Linked DNA regions of Zea mays: region 2 is linked to region 1. Evidence: chromatin contacts called from public Hi-C data. All regions are on one chromosome and are shown on one strand. Each heading gives the region's core, a stretch centred on a gene start, on an enhancer-like site or on the middle of the called end of the contact. The rest is flanking DNA. Distances are from core to core; before and after follow the strand shown. Region 1 holds the start of LOC100191928. Region 2 holds the start of LOC100382247 (putative heavy metal transport/detoxification superfamily protein).

Region 1 (2,784 bases), core at 150-2,649:
TCTATCTTTTTTATGATGGGTATGAGTTAGAGATGGCAGCGGGTCGGGTTTTGTTCGGGTATAATAATACCCGACCCGAAATTGTATCCGAGACTTCTATAAATATCCATACCCACCAAGCCAATCGGGCGAGAAATTGTACCCGTACCCATGCCCATCGGGTATCCACCGGATATCGGGTATTCAGTGGATATGTTATTGTAGACTAAATAACATTTGTTCAGTGTTATAATAAATGCATAAAATATTTTAGTTTACATCTAAGCACCAATGCAACACGAGAATGACTATATTTGGCTACACGTCGATACAATATCTCAACTCATAATTATGACATCCAATAAATTTAAATTTGAGTACAGAGAATAAAAGCTTAATGAGTTCATGACAGTTGACAATTATACCATTGTCAATGTCTCATTGGTCTCGATTACATTACAATTGACTGTTAACACAACATAAATTAATATTCATTAATCAACAACACATGCGAGTGAGTTTTTCTAGTGAATGTAGCACATTCTTAGTGGATGTAACATATTTAAAGAGGTATATTGATATTTCGGGTATCCACTGGATACCCATGGGTAAAGTATTTTATCCATACCCGACCCGATGTATTTCGGGTATCCGACCCGATAGGACCCACGAGTGAGTTTTTGTACCCGTATCCATATCCAGTGGGTACGAAACCCGCGGGTATCCATACCCACGGGTCCAACTGCCATCCCTAGTATGAGTACATATATATAACCTGTGTACCCCTAATGGCAGTTTCGGTATTAGCCCATTAAACCCCTTTTAGGGTTTCTCAACAGCAACCACTGCATCTCCACATGGTGCTACACCATGGAATTGAGCCCTCCTCCGTGTTCCCATGGATCCAGCGGCGGCTAATCGAACCCTCAATAATACAGACACATACATACACGGACGGACGGACGGACGGACCCCATCCAGTCCGGTCCAGCCAGAGAGGCCCATTTTTTCGGGCATGTTTTGCCGGTGCCCGCCATTTATATAATAATATATATACTTTCTCTCTCTCGGAAATCTCCAGCTGCCTTTGCGTTCTTTATTGGTGGGGAAGGAAAATTGTGTTCCCGAAAAGGCGAAAACACAACGAGTAAAATACAGTACTACTACTGATGGCATGGCAGCCTACTGTACTATTAACAGGGTGGGCCATGGCATGGCAGACGGAGGTTTACGGGGAGGAATAAATGGAGGTGGCGAGCAGAGACGGACGCCACCCCTGCCGTATTCACTTTTCACTCGTTCGTCCATCCTTCCACGCCCCCCACAGAACCGTCTCCCCAGCGGAGCCCGGCGCCTCACGGTCGCAATTTATTGCTTGCGCACCGCCTCGCCGCTTTGGCGTGGGGCGTTTGCCTGTGTGGCGCTTCGCAGGTGCCGTGGCTTGCCGCTTCCTTCGCCGTGCTCACTAGTCACCAGAGAGGGAGGAGGCTCTGGCGCTCTGCTTCTGCTGCCGCTTCTTCTTCTTCTCCTGCTGCTGCTCTTACGGAGATAAGCAGGGGGGGCCGGGCCGGGGCAGGGGGAGGTGACAGCTGAGCTGACTAGCTGAGTGAAGCATGGGGATGGACGCCGGCGGCGGCAAGCTGCCGTACAGCTACGCCGGCCAGCAGGACGGAGGGAAGCTGGTGAAGAGCGTCAGCCGCGTGGAGCCGCGCAGGTTCGGCCTGGGCCTCGTGGCGGGCTTCCTCCTCGTCACCTGCGCCTACTTCTCCACCGCCAAGTTCGACGCCATCCAGATCGCCATGAGTAAGCAAAGCAAGCCCTCGCACCCCCCGTCCCGTCCGTCTCCCCGCCGCCGGCCCCATTCATTCCACGGCGCTACCGCTGACTCTTTCTCCGAACGTGGTTTGTCTCTTCGTTTGCTCGAGCAGCCAGCCGACCCGTCTCCAGCAATGCGGGCGGCGTCGGGGTCGGCTCGCTGGAGGTGGGCGGCGTCGTCGCCGCCGCCGACACCTACAACGCCTCCAGGCAGGGATTAGGTGAGCCGTCGGCTAATCACTCGTCACGTCACTGGGAGGATCTCCTCCTCCAAAGAACAGGGTGGACGGACGAACGAACCAAGTCTGCCTACTCACATTAAGTCATCCCATCATCAGATCAGTGACAAAGGTTACTGTACCACCAATCCACGGCCTGACCTGCCGACCGTTTTCCCGTTCAGATTTGGGCAAGAAAGGCCCGGGCGCGACGTCCATGGCCGACGAGGGAAGCGAGGCCGAGGCGCTCGAGAAAGACGGCGGCAAGGCTTCTTCACCTTCGGGGCCAGGTACACACCACGGGCAAGGGCGCAAAGCATCGCGTGTTGTTGTTTCGAGATGCGTGGCCGTGGCCGTGGCCGTGCTTTCCCTTCCGTTGGGGTCAAGCTGACCGGCCTCGTGTGCACCGTACTCCCACCGCCGTTCCTGCACGCAAATCCCAAAAATCAGATAAAAAAGACTGGTTTTTCTCCTCCCCGTTCTCCTTTCCCCCACTAATCGCGCTTTAGGTTCTTGGTCAGGCGTTCCTGCCGCTCTCCTTCCTCCCGTGTCGTCAGAGGAAGCCGCGAACAGCACGCTGGAATCAGGTGTGAAAGCAACCACTCAACCTCCAACTGCCAGCTTTACTGCCATTAGTATGGCTCTTTCGAGCAAGATAAATGCTCGCCCCGCTCTTTTGTTTGCTTGCTTGTTTGTTTGTTTCCCACTTTTTGGGGAAGAATTGAGGGAATTTTTTGTGTTGATGGCCAGGCGGTCTTGAGGACGAGGAGCT
Region 2 (2,784 bases), core at 82-2,581, 880 kb before region 1:
TGACCACATTCACGTTCTTCTGGTTCTGGCTCTGGTGGCGATTGGCTGCAGCGCCGCCGTTACCCTTCTTGCCATTGCTGTGGTTACTGTTGACAGCGACGACGTTGTTCCCGTTCTTGTTCTGATGGTGGTGCTGGTTGTTGCCGTTGCCGTTGCCGTGGAGCCCGAGCTGGCTCATCTTGTCCCCGAGGAACCGGAGCTCCTCCTCGTAGTCGTCGTCGAACTCGCCGTCATCGTCGTCGAACATGCCGTCATCGTCCTCCGAGCTGAGGAGCTCAGGGAGCTGGTGGTGCTGCTTGTTGCCGCCGTGCTGGTTCTTGAACGCCTTGAGGCCCTGCACGAGGCCCCCACCAACCCCTCCTCCTCCTCCTTGCTTCCCCTGGTCCTTTTTCTGGCCGCCGTTGTTGTTGCTGCTCTTGCTGTGCCCATCCTTGCTCGGATTGCCACCTTGCTTCTGCTGCTGTTGCTGCTGGGCCTGCTGCTTCTGCTGGGCACTGCCGCCCTTGTGCTGCGACCACAGCTCCGCGTGCTTGCCGCCCCTGGTGAGCTTCCTGATCAAGGTCTCCGAGTCCACGTCGCCTGTCACCGACACCTTGTGGTTGTCCACATCAATGGCCACCGAGTACACGCCTGCCATCCATGAGATGCAGCAGCAGCCAGCAGCAGAGAGAGAGAGAGAGGAGATCACAGGCTGCTCGTGAGCCACGGTAACTAGTAATTACCATGTACTACTGGCGACTGCATGTCACAAGCACGAGATGTGGGGGCTTGTGCAGTGAGTGGGGGGCTCTGCTGTGCCCATCCATCCGAAAGAACGGCAGGAAATTTCACCTCACCCTAGGGGGTGAAAGTCTGGGCCGCCCTCTTTACCATAGCACAGTTAAAAATTCGCATCATGAAACGAAGTTTTACCGGTTCTTTTTATCTTCTGTTTTCTTTTTACATGAGAAGCCGGGATCTCTTTGTCGTGTCAACGCAACGCATGTTAGCAAGACACAGCAGGGCGGTGTGCTTTTTGGTGGCCGGGCAGCCAGTCTAAGATATGGGCAGTGAAGTGAGTGTCAAGAAAGAAAGAAAGAAAGAAGAAGTACCTTCGATCTTCTGAAGGAGCTTCTTGACCTTGTGCTTGCACCCGTCGCAGTGTATGTTCACCTTGAGCACATGGTTCTGCGAGGAACAGTTGGGTCAGCTCTTACTAAAGAAGCAACGTGGGAGAGGGAAGGAGAGGCAGAGAAAGAGAGAGAGGGAAACCTGGATCTTGACCAGCTTGAACTCGTCGTCTTTGGTCATTCTGTCCGTGGAGCACTACTGTGAGCAAGTCGCTGCTTTTGTGTGTGTGAGAGAGTGACGGAGACTGCTGGCTACTGGGGGGAGAAAAGAGAGGAAGCGGCAGCTGATGGTGAAGAGCGGAGGAGTGATGGTGGTTCTGTTCTTGTTCCGTTGCAGTAGCAGGTGAAGCCAAGCCACTACTACTCTACTCACCTCACTTACCCCCGCCCGCTCACATTTAAGAATGGCTCGGCGACGCTCCTCCTCTCTCTCACCTGCTCTGCTCTGCTCCGCTCCGCTACACTACAACGCATCACCTGTGCCCTGCTGGCGCGCGCGCTCTCTCTCTCTCCTATATGGAGTATATCTCAACCCCTCACGCACGCCTGGGCTTGTCTTGGGCCTCCGTCTCCGGTTTCCCTTGCTCGCCTTCCGCACCGCTTAGGAGCTATAAAACCTGAGAACATTGAAGATGCTAAAATCTTTTTTTTATTAAATTTAAATAATAAGAGAAACTTTTAGCCCCTAGAATTCTTTTCTAGTTTTTTTGGCTCCCAAACTTTCCTTAGTAGTTTATCCACAATTCTCTTCGGGGTTTTATGGCTCCCAATACGTGCTGATGCAATCTCTATGCATCGATGCAACTTCTGCATGAACCCTATCCGAATGGAGTTACTACCTCGGGTCCCACATGTCGGCTGGGGGTTGCAGGGGAGCAGGCGAGCAGTGGCGAAGCCTTGCACCTCGTTGTCTTGTTGGGGTTGGGCCTTGGCCTGTTGGGTGCAGCAGGTGCAGCGTTTTCATATGAATGAGCGCGTGGTTGGTGGAGAGCGGGGGGCCGAAAAGCTGACAAGTGAGAGAGCAGGTGAGGGTGAGTGATGGGGGAGTCCGTGCGAGAGAGAGAGGGTCACTCAGAGGGAGAGAGGGACAGGTGCTTCAGCGAGGAGAAGGGAAGTGAGTAAGTGACCAAGGAATTGAAAAGGCTGGAGGTGGAAGAACAGCGACGCGACGATGACATCCAAAAGCTCTCTGTGAGTGCACTCAGTGCAGTGCTCCTCGTAGAGGCCAGACGAATGCGTTTTTAGGACTCCAAATATAGCATCCACGCATTTTACTCGGACCTCCAAAGCTCTTTGTTTATTTAATATTTTGAGTGATTGGTATATTGGAATTTAATAATTTTTTAACGGGTACGGGTTACTCGACGGGTAAAATTACTCGCGTAAGCACGGTTATGGGTAAGACTTTACACCCGCAAAAATATATAAGTAACTCGACGAGCACGGTTATGGGAAGGAATTGAAAAGGCTGGAGGCGGAAGAACAGCGACGCGACGATGACCTCCAAAAGCTCTGTGAGTGCAGTGCAGAGTACTCGTCGTAGAGGCGAGACAAATAAATGCATTTTTAGCCGTGACGAGAGACGACTAGCTAGTAGCAGAAGAAGAGAGAACGCATCAAGCCGTGTCCCGTGGCCCGTGGGGAGCAACCGAGCAAGCAAAGGGCGGTGCTGCAT

Evidence for each region. Hi-C and Micro-C count contacts between places; a contact is called where the count stands out from the background.
Region 2: a contact with region 1 is called in a Hi-C map of tassel, with 4 times the contacts expected there. The contact joins the promoter of LOC100382247 here to the promoter of LOC100191928 in region 1. A contact is called at or near these places in 2 of 25 Hi-C or Micro-C datasets (ear and tassel).

Annotation. Positions count from the first base shown.
Region 1 is chr8:10,432,895-10,435,678 of Zm-B73-REFERENCE-NAM-5.0, reverse strand. LOC100191928 reads left to right here and starts at 1,399. Exons shown (of 6, transcript NM_001137515.1): 1 at 1,399-1,782; 2 at 1,908-2,015; 3 at 2,198-2,302; 4 at 2,534-2,599; 5 at 2,763-2,784. The coding sequence starts at 1,593.
Region 2 is chr8:11,308,725-11,311,508 of Zm-B73-REFERENCE-NAM-5.0, reverse strand. It overlaps LOC100382247 (putative heavy metal transport/detoxification superfamily protein), which reads right to left and starts at 1,331. Exons shown (of 3, transcript NM_001175000.1): 1 at 1,252-1,331; 2 at 1,092-1,167; 3 at 1-630. The coding sequence starts at 1,290.